2 separate regions of the Danio rerio genome follow, and region 1 is linked to region 2. A link is a contact called in public Micro-C data. All regions are on one chromosome and are shown on one strand. Each heading gives the region's core, a stretch centred on a gene start, on an enhancer-like site or on the middle of the called end of the contact. The rest is flanking DNA. Distances are from core to core; before and after follow the strand shown.

The links. Hi-C and Micro-C count contacts between places; a contact is called where the count stands out from the background.
Region 1: a contact with region 2 is called in a Micro-C map of caudal fin, with 4 times the contacts expected there. The contact joins the enhancer-like site here to the promoter of kifap3b in region 2. A contact is called at or near these places in 2 of 18 Hi-C or Micro-C datasets (caudal fin and an unstated tissue).

The regions. Positions count from the first base shown.
Region 1 is chr2:26,624,804-26,631,731 of GRCz12tu, reverse strand. niban1b (niban apoptosis regulator 1b) reads left to right here. Exons shown (of 14, transcript XM_684820.9): 10 at 1,197-1,343; 11 at 1,652-1,762; 12 at 1,863-1,970; 13 at 3,253-3,364; 14 at 5,018-6,361. The coding sequence ends at 5,826. Among named protein-coding and RNA genes, the nearest start is that of niban1b, 51 kb to the left of the region's middle. Within about 2 kb of position 5,636, at least 4 of the 62 cell types and tissues checked have an H3K27ac peak or open chromatin away from gene starts, as enhancers often do.
Region 2 is chr2:26,550,833-26,558,132 of GRCz12tu, reverse strand. kifap3b (kinesin-associated protein 3b) reads right to left here and starts at 5,623. Exons shown (of 20, transcript NM_001144045.1): 1 at 5,446-5,623; 2 at 2,062-2,193; 3 at 1,826-1,977; 4 at 1,114-1,175. The coding sequence starts at 5,477.

The sequences.
Region 1 (6,928 bases), core at 4,387-6,886, 74 kb before region 2:
TTTTTATATATACAGTTGAAGACAAAATGATTCGCCCTCCTGTGAATTTTATTTGTATTTTTTTTTATATTTCCCAAATGATGTTCAACAGAGCAAGGAATTTTTCACAGTATTTCCTATAATATTTTTTCTTTTTGAGAAAGTATTATTTGTTTTATTTTGGCTTTAATAACAGCAGTTTAAAAATGTTTAAGGTCAATATTATTAGCCCTCTTAAGCAATATTTTATTTGATTATCAAATAAAACAAACCATCTTTGTACAATGACTTGCCTAATAACCCTAGCCTGCTTAATCAATCTAGTTAAGCCTTTAAACATCACTTTAAGCTGAATACTAGTATCTTGAAAAATATCTGGTCAAATATTCTTTACTGTCATCATGACAAAGATAAAATTATTCAGTCATTAGAAATTAATTATTAAAACTATTATGTTTAGAAATAGGCGAGGCAGTGGCGCAGTAGGTAGTGCTGTCGCCTCACAGCAAGAAGGTCGCTGGTTCGAGCCTCGGCTCAGTTGGCATTTCTGTGTGGAGTTTGCATGTTCTCTCTGCGTTTGCGTGGGTTTCCTCCGGGTGATCTTCCCCCACAGTCCAAAGACATGCGGTACAGGTGAATTGGGAAGGCTAAACTGTCTGTAGTGTATGAGTGTGTGTGTGAATGTGTGTGTGTGCATGTTTCCCAGAGATGGGCTGCGGCTGGAAGGGCATCCAATGTGTAAAAACTTGCTGGATAAGTTGGCGGTTCATGCTGTGGCGACCCCGGATTAATAAAGGGACTAAGCCAATGAGAAAATAAATGAATGAATGTTTAGAAATGTGTTGAAAAAAATCTTCTCACCGTTAAACAGATATCAGGGGAAAATATACAGGGGGGCTAATAATTCAGAAGGACTAATAATTCTGACTTCAGCTGTATGTATATTGAACCACTTCTGAATGAGAGCCAATTTCTGGTTCCCAAACCCAATGACCTGGACATCTGAGAATCCTAAGAGACAGAAAAGTGCGTACTTATCTGCTGACTTCAACTTTTCCTGGCCAGGGCTATTAAACAGCACTTGAAGCAAATCAGGTCAGTTTATCCTCAGAGAGCAGAGTGCTGGACAGCAGTGATTAGATCATGTTGGAATAAGGATCATCTGATCTTAGAAACTCGCTCTCGGGTTCTCATGAGTCATTCTTGTCCGTGTGAAGGCTCTGCAGCAGGTGGGTCGTGACCGGATGGAGGACTGTTACCAGCATGTGAACGTCCTGAAGGAGCAGCTCCAGGAACTGCGCAACCGCTTCAAGTTCTCCAACTCGTCTCGAGTGGTTCACTGCACACAGGGTCAGATGCAGCAGGTGGGTGTGTTTCGTGCTCTTGACTGGGCGTTGGTTAAACTTGGTGGGGCTTTTAGATGTTTTATGTTCATGTAATGAAACTGGCGCTCTGACTCAATTGTAATCACATAAATCTTTTCTAGAGCTCAGTAGAGGAAAAAAAACGACTACTGGAATTAGTTGTGTCACAGACTGCTCCACCAAAAATGAAGTCAGCGGAGAGCATTGCTTCATTTTGTCATGATCTTTGGTTCCCCCTACAGGTCAAGGGAGTTGAAATGAACTGAAGCATGTCTGTTGATTTTTTTTTCACCCCTCAAACTGTTTAGTTGATGGAGAATGCTGTGTACACGTTTGAGCTGCTGCTCCAGTCTGCTTTAAAGGATAAACCTGACAAACAGGCATCGGTTATGGAGAAAGCCAAGCTCCGCGTCCTGAAGGTTGGCCTCAGAATATATTCACCAGCAATTGAACATGATCTTAATAATAAAATAATTCTAATAAATAAAATATTGTCATGAATCTCTTTATTCTCATCAGCAATTTGACTATGACAGCAGCACAGTGAGGAAGAAGATTTTCCAGGAGGCTCTTGTTGACATCACTCTGCCAGCCATCAAGAGGAGTCTGGCCCCTGCCTGCAAAACTGTACGTTCAATTTATCTCTTAAAGATATTCCCCTGAACACTTAGACAATACACCCTCTTACTTAAATGAACACTCCAGTTTTTTAAGAAAAGGCTCATTAACTACTCCATCTTCCAAGTCTGGCAGGAGCACTTTTATTTTAGCTTAGCATAGAATAATCAAATCAGATTAGACCAGAGATGCCAAACTATAGGGCCCGTGGGTCAAAGTTGGCCCATGGTAACCTTTGATTTGGCCCACCATCCCATCTGAGAAGAAAGGGAGAATGATAGGGATGGTTAAGAGATTTGTTGTTTAAAATTTGATGTAACCTTTTATTTGTTCGTTTTATAGTTAAGCTACAAAGAAAGCTTACTGAAATTAGATGTTTTAAATAGTTTTAATGAATCACATTTAGTTCAAAATGTGCATATGGGCATCCGTTGGATAGAGGACAACGAAGAGACTTGGTGAATAAAAAAAGGCAAAGGCAGATTCTGCTCGAATAGTGTTTTCCACATTGAACATTACTGTAATAAATGTGATTGTTTTTAATGCATTTTATTGCAAGTTATAATTAAAAAAAATATTCTGCATTAGGTAATATGATTCAAAGTAATGTTTTCTATTTATTTATAAATATTATAAAATCAATTAGGAAATTACCCATACAATGTAAAATAGTTTGGTATATTTATCTTCAGCCCACAGCTCTCAATAATATTTGTTTTTTGGCCCTTCATACGAAAAAGTTTGGGCACCCCTGAATTAGACCATTAGCATCTTGCACAAAAATGAAATGGAGATAAAAAATTTTTAGATAATGGTCCTATTTAAAGCTTGACTGTTTTAAAGTGTACTAAGACCCATGAAAAATAAAAAGCTGCTCTTTTCTAGGTTGATATGGCTAGGAACTATATTCTCATTTCAGTGTAATAATAAAGAAAGTTTGCTGGTGTACCATGGATGATGATGTTTTGCAGGACCTGAAAATAGTCCCCAGCTAGGTAACTTTCAATGTGACCACCTGCTTGCACAGGGATTGTGTGCCAGTCACACTGTGTAATATTATTGCATTTTTAGACACATATATGATGGTTATAAAACACTACAGTATTTACTTTATATTACTATATTATATATTTTTATTTGTGTATGACATGATTTTGTTCCTGTGAACTCATTTAGTAATTAATTTAGAATTAATCAGCCTTAACACAATGTTCGATTAACAGCTCAAATAAAGGGTTGCTACAGATTATTAGTAATACGTTTGTCTAAATAGTATTTTTCTCTCTGACAGGAGCTGCAGAATTTCGAACAGTTTGTCTTTGCTGATTACACAAACTTTGTTCAAGTGGAGAACATCTATGAGAACATACTGCTCAACCTCTTAAACAATGAAGTTAACAAAGGTAAAGTATTGAAGCCATTTGCAGGGTTCATATGGGTGCTGGCATTCAGTAAAAGTGCTAGAATTGTAATCTAGTGTTTTCAAGACTCGGAAAATGCATTGATTTAGGATAAAGTGCTTGAAACAGCTTAAAAGTGTAATTGTGTTGCTTTCATAATTGACATGAATAAATAGTTAATGAATTATTTAAATTAAAGGGAAAAACTTTTTGCTTTTGCATAAAATGAAAACTCTGAAGTCTACACATTGAGATTACCACTTCATCAGTGAAAAATGCATGAAATTAAATAAAATATAAATTCAATTGAAACGAAGACGACACATTTAAGATGTGAGTAAATTATATTAAATGATTGTAATATAATAGAGGGTAAATGATTGTAATTCATTTATTTTCTTTTCGGCTTAGTCCCTTTATTAATCAGGGGTCACCACAGTGGAATGAACCGCCAACTTATCCAGCATATGTTTTACGAAGTGGATGCCCTTCCAGCTGCAACCCATCTCTGGGAAACATCCATACCCTTATTCACACACATACACTACAGACAATTTAGCCTACCCAATTCACCTGTACCGCATGTCTTTGGACTGTGGGGAAAACCGGAGCACCCGGAGAAAACCCACACAAACGCAGGGAGAACATGCAAATTCCACACAGAAACACCAACAGACCCAGTCGAGGCTCTAACCAGTGACCTTCTTGCTGTGAGGCGACAGCACTACCTACTGCGCCACCTGATTGTAATTCAATGTTGGGGAAATATCCCATCAACATTTTCGCTCAGAACACTTATACTACTATAATACTGTACCAGATATAATCTGATATGTGATAAAGTGTCGATAGCAGGGAAAATAAGTATTGAACATGCCACCAGTTTTCTCAGAAAACATATTTCTAAAGGTGCTGTTGATATGAAATTTTCACTAGCTGTTAGTAACAACCAAAATAATACCTACGTACACAGAAAACAAAACTAATTAATTTACAAATTAAGTTATGCATAATAAATTTTAATAAAGTTAAAAAGTATTGAACACATGAAGAAAGTGGGTTGTAAAAAGTCATGGAAAGCCCAGACAGCAGCTGGATACTCTCTGTAGTTATACAGCAGCCCTGCTCCTCGCCAGTGTAAATAAACATTAGCTGCCTCAGTCAAAACACCTACATTACCATATGATGAAGATAAAACCAGTGTCGACATTTCAGCAAGACAATGATCTCGATTACAGCAATGAAAACTCAACTGCTTTCAGAAAAGAAAACAAAGCTACAAGAATGGCCCAGCCAATCACATGATCTGAATCCAATATAATATAAGAACTAAAGATGAGATTTTATAGAAGAGACCCACAGAAACGTCAAGAATTTTAGACTTGGAGGAAAAAAAACAGCTGTGCAGTTAACAAAAAAACCCTAAAATATTTCAATAGATCAGTCATTTCTCCTCATCATGTCACTCCATTGCTATTACACATTTTTCAGATTTTTTTTTTATTGTTTAAGTTTTAAAAAAGTCTGGGTCAATTTTTATGTCAACAGCTACTTTAGAAAAATATTTACCTCGACAAATCATGCCAATACTTATTTTACCTGCCGTATTTATGTAAATATGTAACATCTATCAATATGTCTACTTTGTGTTTACAGTGGTAAAGGAAGCAGCCAGTCTGAAGAAGAACAACCTGTTTGCTGACAGCACTGACCTGCAGTGTGTAAGTCAAAGCAGTCTGGCGGACAGCCGGACGCCGCCGCTCTCTGCTCCATCAAGCCCACCACCAGTGCAGGCCTCGGTGACCCCCTCTCGACAGCCAGAGCTTATGATCCACCAAATCTCCCAGCAGACCACAGTCATTCCAGTGCTGAAGATCACACCTGAAACACCTCAAGCAGATCTCCCGCCAACATTACTCAACAGTTCATCATCTCTCATTCCAGAAGTTTCCTCAAGCGAACCTGCAAATGTCTCACCAGCTGAGGAGTCGTCATCTTCTCAACCCGAGTCGACTTCATCTAAAGTAAAGGATGAAGATGGATCTGTTAGCTCAGACCGAGCGGTTTATCTTAATTCTACAAACACAGAAAGTCCTGTTCCTTTCGTTGATGCATCTGAAAATGGAAATGTAGAGGAAGAGGCAAGTTCTTCACAGTCTGAAACCAAATGTGTCCAACCTGATGGACCCGTTGAAGAAACTGTGGAGAAGATTGTGAGTGTTGAAGCAGCGCCTTCTAGCGAGGAGGACGGAAATGACACACAAGTCAGTCCTGTTTCTCCCCTTGACTGTGATGTTCCAGTAGGCGGCGCTGTTGCTTTAGCAGCAGATGTGGTGGAGAAGTGCAGCGTTTCAGCAGATCCAGAAGAGGAAAGCGCTGACGGTGTGCAGAGCATCAGAGATCTTATCATGGAGGTCATCGAGGTGGAGGAGACGGTGAGACCCTGTGCCGAAAACCTGCCTTAACCATGCTTGGATGAGAAGATTCTAGAAAACCATCCAGCTCTGCTAACTAATGCAACTACAGTGTTATTTTTTACATTTCATTATCATTGACATTTTATATACTTTGACCTGCATAGCAAACAAGTGCCTGTGTAAACAGAATTCACTCTCTTTTTTAATATTATCTTGCATCATATTAACAACAATTAACAATAATAGAAATAAATTAAAGCTATATATATATATGGGTCAAAGATGGGACATTTCAATCCGGTGTCTCCATCAAATTAAATCGACAAATGTACATAGAAAGAATGTTAAATTCATGTATTTAATGCTTTAAAAAAAGACTGAAATAATCAACATTCATCGTAACGGATACATGAATGGAAAAATTAGTCAACACTTATTCTGACCTGTACTTTTAAAAATGTATAAAAGATAATACTAAATTGTATTATAATTAAAATGACTACGACTGACAAGGGGTAAATCATAGTAGTTTGATAGATAATGCAATGTTTGAATGAATAAAATAAAAAAAAGTACTTTAGTGTTATACTTTGATCATTAATTTGTTAATGTTAATCTCAATATACAGTGAATGATATTTTAGTCAATGTCCTTGTAAATCTTGGCAAAATTATAAATTTTTCGCTCGCAAACACTTTTTTCTTTTGTTTGGCTCCAATAAAAAAAAAGGAAGGAAGGAAAATATATATATATATATATATTTTTTTTTTTTTTTTTGAATGAAATGTTAATGGTCTTATCCAATTCAATGATTTATGCTAAGCTAAAAGTCTTGACTTCCATAGTATGGGGGGAAAATACTAAGGACAACACACACACACACACACACACACACACACACACACACACACACACACACACACACACACACACACACACACACACACACACACACACACACACACACACACACACACACACACACACACACACACACACACACACACACACACACACACACACACACAAAAACACACACACGCAAAAAAGTTTGGGGTCAGGAGGATTTTTAAATGTTTTAAAATAAGCTTCTGCTCACCAAAGCTGCATTTATTTAATCAAAAATACAGTATAAATGGTAAAATTGTAA
Region 2 (7,300 bases), core at 4,374-6,873:
CTTATGTGACATCTAATGCTTCAGGGAGTCAGTTTAAGTAAAATACTGTTACATAAAGTCTGCTTCTAAATTATGAATACATTTTATGAATTGTTCTATACTTGTATTTTTATGCAAAGATCTTTCTAAATTTTTAACATTTTAGATTTATGAAACATTTCTCATTATTTGAGCTGCAATAATGATTCAGTTACACTGAACTGCAACTTTTACCTTTGTTAAATGATATAAATAAAATAAAATAAAATGAAAGAAGAATCATAAGTTATAAGTCAGCTTCTGCCACAAACTTGGTAAAAGTAACAACGAGCAGAATTAATAATTTAAGTAAAACAGATGAATGCATAAGCAGTAGAGGTGTGCAAAATTGACTAAATATATATACATTCTTAATTTTTTTTATTGATAACATTAAGTAATATTTAGCTAAGTGAGTAAGAAATACATTTTAAAAAATGATACTACATTTGACACTAATTATTGCAAATCCCTATTTTGATGAGTGATTATTTTGTACAAAAAAGCTGCTTTATCTAAAAGCACTGTGAGTCTTCACGAATAGATCATTGAATTACTGGCTCATACGAGTCACTGACAAATATGAATTCAGGACAGAAACACTGCGGTGCTGCTTTAAAAAAACAAAAGGTCTGCAGTGGTGAAAAATATTCATAAGTAAAAAGAGACAAGTTTTGTGTCTAAACAAATGTCATATCATGTTTGTTGATATAATGTAGAGAATCAATATTAGATTTGCTGATATTATATTTTTGTTTAACTGACATTAACTAGATCATATACTTAAAAAATTATTTAAAAATAAAACAAGCAACGTCAACGTCATTGCTTTTGGCCTCTCAAGATTCAGAGCTTGTTTTTTCCCCTGTTTGTTTCTTGCAAAGTCAGTAATATACTGGATAATGTCAGCTCGCACATCATTAAAACAACACCTACAACGTTGTTATAGATGACAATATCACACACACCTAGCTAGCATTAAAAATGAGCAACATTTAACATGTATAATTAATCACATGTGGTAACGCTTTCTTTTGTTTGCCAGCCCTAATTACGCATGTCTTGAAATGTGTTTGAGTGGAAAATAAAGCATACTTCCATTCCTTCAAACAGCAGGAGTTCTCTGGGTTTCTGAGCTTTCTTCTCCTTCTTCTCCACTGAAGACAGACAACAGGAAACAACACAACATTTTCATTATTCAGTTGCGGTATACGGCCTAAAATTACATGAATAGAAACATTTACTTCAATAATAAGTGAGTTGCTCAAATAAAGGTACCTCCAAAAAGTATGATTTCAGTAACATTTACTATTAAACCCACCATCTGGCATTCCAAGATGTTTTTTTAAACATTAGTATTATTATATTAATATTATTTTATCTTTATTAAATTAAAGAAGATTTGAAACGATAGTCTTTGGTGATTCAGAAAATGTGAGTCACCTTAAATGTATATAGTAAAACATACTGTAAAACATAGCTCCTATTCTACATTATGAATTTAATCAAGCAAATGAGCATTATTACCTGTAATCTATAATTTTACACAGTGCAGCATTCAGGATAAACCAAAAATGAATGTTTTGCTTCTCAAGACCTCAGTGTGTCACCAGGAGCCACTGATACAAATTCTGTCACCTGTACATGTTTACTTTTACTTTCAGAATTTATGTCAACCTTAAAATCAGCTTAACATGTAATGTAATGTTCTACTATTAAATGACAAAACTTACTTATATCTTGCTTAGCCTAAAAATCAACAGTAAATTTTAATTTTGAGCAAAGAATCCTTTTAAAGAGGATTTACATTTAGTGCTGGGCTTCTTTCGGTTCTGTAAATACAGCAGCAGATGTTCCACCTCTTTCAGCTTAGATGGATGAATGAGTTTACACTCTTCCACCACCTTCTTGGCCAGGGCGGAAATATCAGTGCTGGCGTTCAGACTCCTCAGCCGGATGCTAAATAAAACAAAACAAAAGCCAAACAAATTGAATGAAGGGATGAATGGATGGTAAGAGAGTGTAAAGAGTCTAATTGCTTACATTTTCTGGCAGTCCTTCTTCTCCTCATGCCTTGCATTGCCCGTTTCCCCTAAAATAGATGCTTCCACTTCATAATACACAACTAGAGCCTTCTCTGTGGGGTGCACATCTATATCACCAATCCTACATCTCCTAATAGACACAGGAGAGATCAAGATTAGATGTGACAGTGTGGGTAGAATTAGACTGAATCAGTGTAGGCAAAAACACTGCTTTTTCATGTACTAGTCAGTTTTGAAAGTTCATATTAATCCAGGGTTGCCACAGTGGAATGAACCGGCAACTTACCAAGAAGTATATTACACAGCGGATGCCCTTCCAGCTGCAACCCATCACTGGGAAACATCCACACACACACGCTCATTCACACACATTATGTACAGTACACTACGGCCAATTTAGCTCACCCAATTCACCTGAACTACATGTCTTTGGGCTTGTGGGGGAAACCAGAGCACCTGGAGGAAACCCACACAAACACGGGGAGTACATGCAAACTCCTCACAGAAATGCCAACTGACCCTGCCGAGACTCAAACCAGCGACCTTCTTGCTGTGAGGGGAGAGGGCTACCTACTGTGCCACCGTGTTGCCCAATTCAATTCAATGCAATTACATTTATCTTTATCGTGCTTTTACAATGTGGATTGTGTCAAAGCAGCTTAACATGAAAGATCTTCAACCCCTGGCAAAAAGTACTGAATCACCACTCTTGGAAGATGTCAACAATCCTGTCTGTATGAAACACTTAAAAAAGAAAAATGAAAGAACTTTGTAGTCAATTACAATTGTTTTTACAGATCAAGCAGAGGAAACAAATATGGAATCACAAAAATCTGAGGAAAATGATATGGAATCATCATGCACTTTGCAGTTTTAAATCATACAACCTTATCTGATAACCACTGCTAACTAGTCTGCAGTTAAAAAAAAAGTGCTTGTCAGTTAAAACAAAGGAGAGGATTATCAAACTTCTGAAAGAAGGTTAATCTTTGGTGCCGTTCCAATAAAATGTACAATGACAACTGCCTGAAGAAAACATGCAAATGTCCTACATCATTAAGAATATGGGGAAGTATGTCAGGTAAAGGTATGGGAGAGATAGCAGTCATTACATCCTCTATAAATGCACAAGTTTATATTGAGATTTTGGGTACTTTTCTTATTCTATCAATTGAAAGGATGTTTGGTGATGATGACATATACGATAGATTACTATAATCTTCTGCGTTAAGCTGCTTTGACACAATCTACACTGTAAAAAAATGTTGGGTTCCACACAATCAATTTGTGTTGAGGCAACATGAAAGAATTAAGTTAGCTGAGTAGTTTAATACATATTTAAGTAGATTAAACATAAACAATTAAGCTGTCCCAAAAAAAGTCAAGAATTGTCTTGTTTTAGCTCATTTAAAACAAACAGTAAACTTAATTTTTGAGTGTACATTGTAAAAGTGCTATAGAAATAAAGAGGAATAATAACTGAATTCACATAATTTTTTAGAATGTTGTTTTCTTAATTTGTCATGACATCTGACTACTTTACTGGGAAAAAAAATGGTTTTAAATGAACATTATCATAGTGTCGCATACTTTGGGATTATGCTAGGTCTTTTTTTGGTGCCGTTAAAACCACATCAAACCTGCAGTTTTTTTTAATGAAATTTAAGTATATCACATTTTAAATTGCAAATCACAATTTTGATCAGATAAATCCAATTAGGGCAAAGCAGTGGCGCACTAGGTAGTGCTGTCGCCTCACAGCAAGAAGGTTGCTGGATCTCTGGTTTGAGCCTCGGCTCAGTTGGCGTTTCTGTGTGGAGTTTGCGTGTTCTCCCTGCATTCGCATAGGTTTCCTCCGGGTGCTCCGCTTTCCCCCACAGTCAAAGACATGCAGTACAGGTGAATTGGGTAGGCAAAATTTTCCGTAGTGTATGAGTGTGTGTGTGAATGTGTGTGTGGATGTTTCCCAAAGATGGGTTTAAGCTGATGGGCATCCGCTGTGTAAAAACTGGTTGGATAAGTTGGTGGTTCATTCTGCTGTGGTGACCCCGGATTATTAAAGGGACTAAGCCGACAAGAAAATGAATGAATGAATAAATCTCAATTAGATTTCTTCTCCAAATCGTGCAGCCCTACTTTTAAAGGCTATTTTCTCAAATGCATGGAACTCAAAATGTGTGTTTGTTCCCAAATCTCCTTTTAAGCAGCTCATTTTCTTACATTTTAGCTCATTATAAATAAGTAGTTTGAAAAAACAGCAAACAGAATTTTTTGAGTGTACATTGTAAAAGCGCTATAGAAATAAAAATATAATTGAATTCACATAAGGAAAGACAAAAAATGTCAATGGGATGGCCTGCAAATAGTCCAGACCTCAATTTAATTGAAAATCTGTGGTGGAAATTAAAGAAAATAGTCCATCACAAGCTCCAAACTGCAAAGCTGATCTGGCAACTGCAATAAGAAAAAGTTGGAGACAGACTGATGAAGAATACTTAATCCATGCCTCAGATAATTCAAGCTACAAAAAAAGTCAGAGATGGCGCAATAAAGTATTAGTGGTGCTTTTTATTTGGTGATTCCTTATCATTTTCATCAGATTTTTGTAATTCCATATTTGTTTTCTGACCTTGATCTGTAAAAACAGTTGTAATTGACTTTTTTTAAGTGTTGCATACAGCCAAAAGGTTAGATTGTTTAATGAAAATAGTTTTGTGGCATGTCTGTGTTTGGTTTGTTTTTCTACACAACTAAACATTTGAATGAACATCTATCAAGAGTGGCCATTCCATACTTTTTGCCAGGGGTTGTAGTAAATAGAAATTGTGTCAGTGCAGTTTTCAGATTGAAGTTCAGTTCAGTTCAGTTCAGTGTAGTGTGATTTTCACCGCTGAAAGTTCAAACACTGAAGAACAAATTCATCGATGTGCAGCTCCCCAAGTCCCAATTATAATTTGATCAATCATTTGTGTAAGCATTAGATGCTATTCTGCAGTGTCTTGCCTTAACTACAGGCTGTGTCTCAAACCCTTTAGAGAGCTGCTAAGCATAAACAGCATTTGTAAGATTACATCACATGTGCATCTGACTTGGGACGCGCCCAAAAATACTACAGTAACTGGCATCATAACGGGACGCTTTCTGTAGGCCACGCCCATCAGCAAGTGGAGCGGATGTATTTGACCCAGATTTATACACGACTATAGATATTATAATAAAATAATTCGATGGAAATTAAACCAGCAAGGGTTAGCACATATAATATGATACAAGCGTATTATCTGCAGTGTCTCTTTCTAAATAAACAGACATACTGACTCAACATAAAGGCTGTCATTCTGTGATGTTACGTTAATTCAAGCCGAATGCAGTCGCTGCTTACCGTTGTAAATACTGCGTCTCGTCCGGCTGCATTTTATCCCGGTCATGTGAAGGAGCGAGATATATTTTTGGCTGATCTTCAAATTGTTGTCATGAATAAGAATCAAAGCATCTCTCATCCGCTAGGCTCTCCCTGATCCGCGGTCACAGCTGACGGCTCGCGGACGCACAGAAGCCGGAGCTGCGCGCCGTCGCCACCTGCAGGCCCGGAGAAGGATGAGGAGGACGTTGACTGGATTAAAATAAAGGTTTGTTTATTTTTTTGATTTTGATTTTTTTACTTTACATTTTTTATTATAAGCTTTGAAACATTACATAAAGTAATAATACAAATTCAGTCATGAGCTATATCTAGGAACATACAGGAATTGCAAAAACACAATCAGAAATAATAATGAAGCAAAAACTTAACAGGTGGGAGGAAAAGAGATAAAAAAAAGAGTATTAAAAATGCTGTAAGAAAAAAAACATTCCAAAATTTAAGAGAAACATCACAGTTATAGAAAAGATGAGATAAGTCTTCCCTATGTATATTACAAATTGTGCAAGTATTATCAATATCCATAAATTTAGATAAAGTTACTTTGCAAGGATACATTTTGTAAAGTATTTTGAAGTGCACTTCTTGAACCTTATTTAAAAGGCAAAATTTAAGGGGTTTGACCAGATAGCTTTCCAATTAATATCAATAATTTTTTAATTCCAATAATATTTCCCTCTAGGAGGAAAATTGTGTTTATTTCGTTTCTTAAAGGTTGTTGTATTGACGTAATTGCAGTAATTGTATCTTTAGAGTTAGATTAGAGTGTTCAAAGAAGTTAATAGTGTACAGTTTTTACTCGCATCATTCAATATTTTCTTCTCTGGAAGTCACTCAAAACAAACAAACAAACAAACAAACAAACAAACAAACAAACAAACAAACAAACAAACAAACAAACACATGTTCAACTGCTCCATTAAACTCATTTATTCATTAATTTAATAATTAATTAAATATTTTAATCATGATTTATAGAAAACATTTACTCTGTAAAACATCAGTTCGAACAAAATTTGAACTATTGAAGTAATTTATTGCTCGAGCGTACCAAAATAATACAATAATGTATTGCAAATTCTGTAGTGTTTGTGAACCATCCTATAGCAACATGTTGTATACTGTATTTATTGTCATTTTTTCATTTATTTGTTAATTTTTTTTGGCTTAGTCCCTTTATTAATCAGGGGTCGCCACAACGGAATGAACCGCCAACTTACCCAGCACATGTTTTACGCGACGGATGCCCTTCCAGTTGTAACCCATCACTGGGAAACACCTATACACTCTCATTTACTCTCACACCACAGACAGTTTAGCTTATAATTCTATAGCACATGTCTTTGGACTTGTGGGGGAAACCAGAGCACCCGGAGGAAACCCACGTGAACACAGGGAGAACATGCAAACTCCACACAGAAATGCCAACTCACCCAGCTGAGGCTCGAACCAGCGACTAGTGTTGCTATAAAGTGATCGCCTGTATTTATTGTAGTATTTCCAAATCTTTGTTAATGTTTATTTGTTACAGCATATTAGTATTAATAGGTCGGTGTGTGTTCACGGGTGTAAGTAACTTTAGATAAATTGTCTGTTAAATGTAATGTAAATACTTAAAGTATACGTTAATTTGTACTTCTGCAAACTGTTGTCTGTTGTAGTATTGTAATAATATATCATAGTTGAAGAAACCTACATTACATTACATACGAACAAATACATTCCTGAATGAATCTGCTTTTGAACAAATGATTTAAGCCAGTGATTAACTTACTCATTCTTAAAACAGAGCCTGCATATGAAATTGCCTATTAAG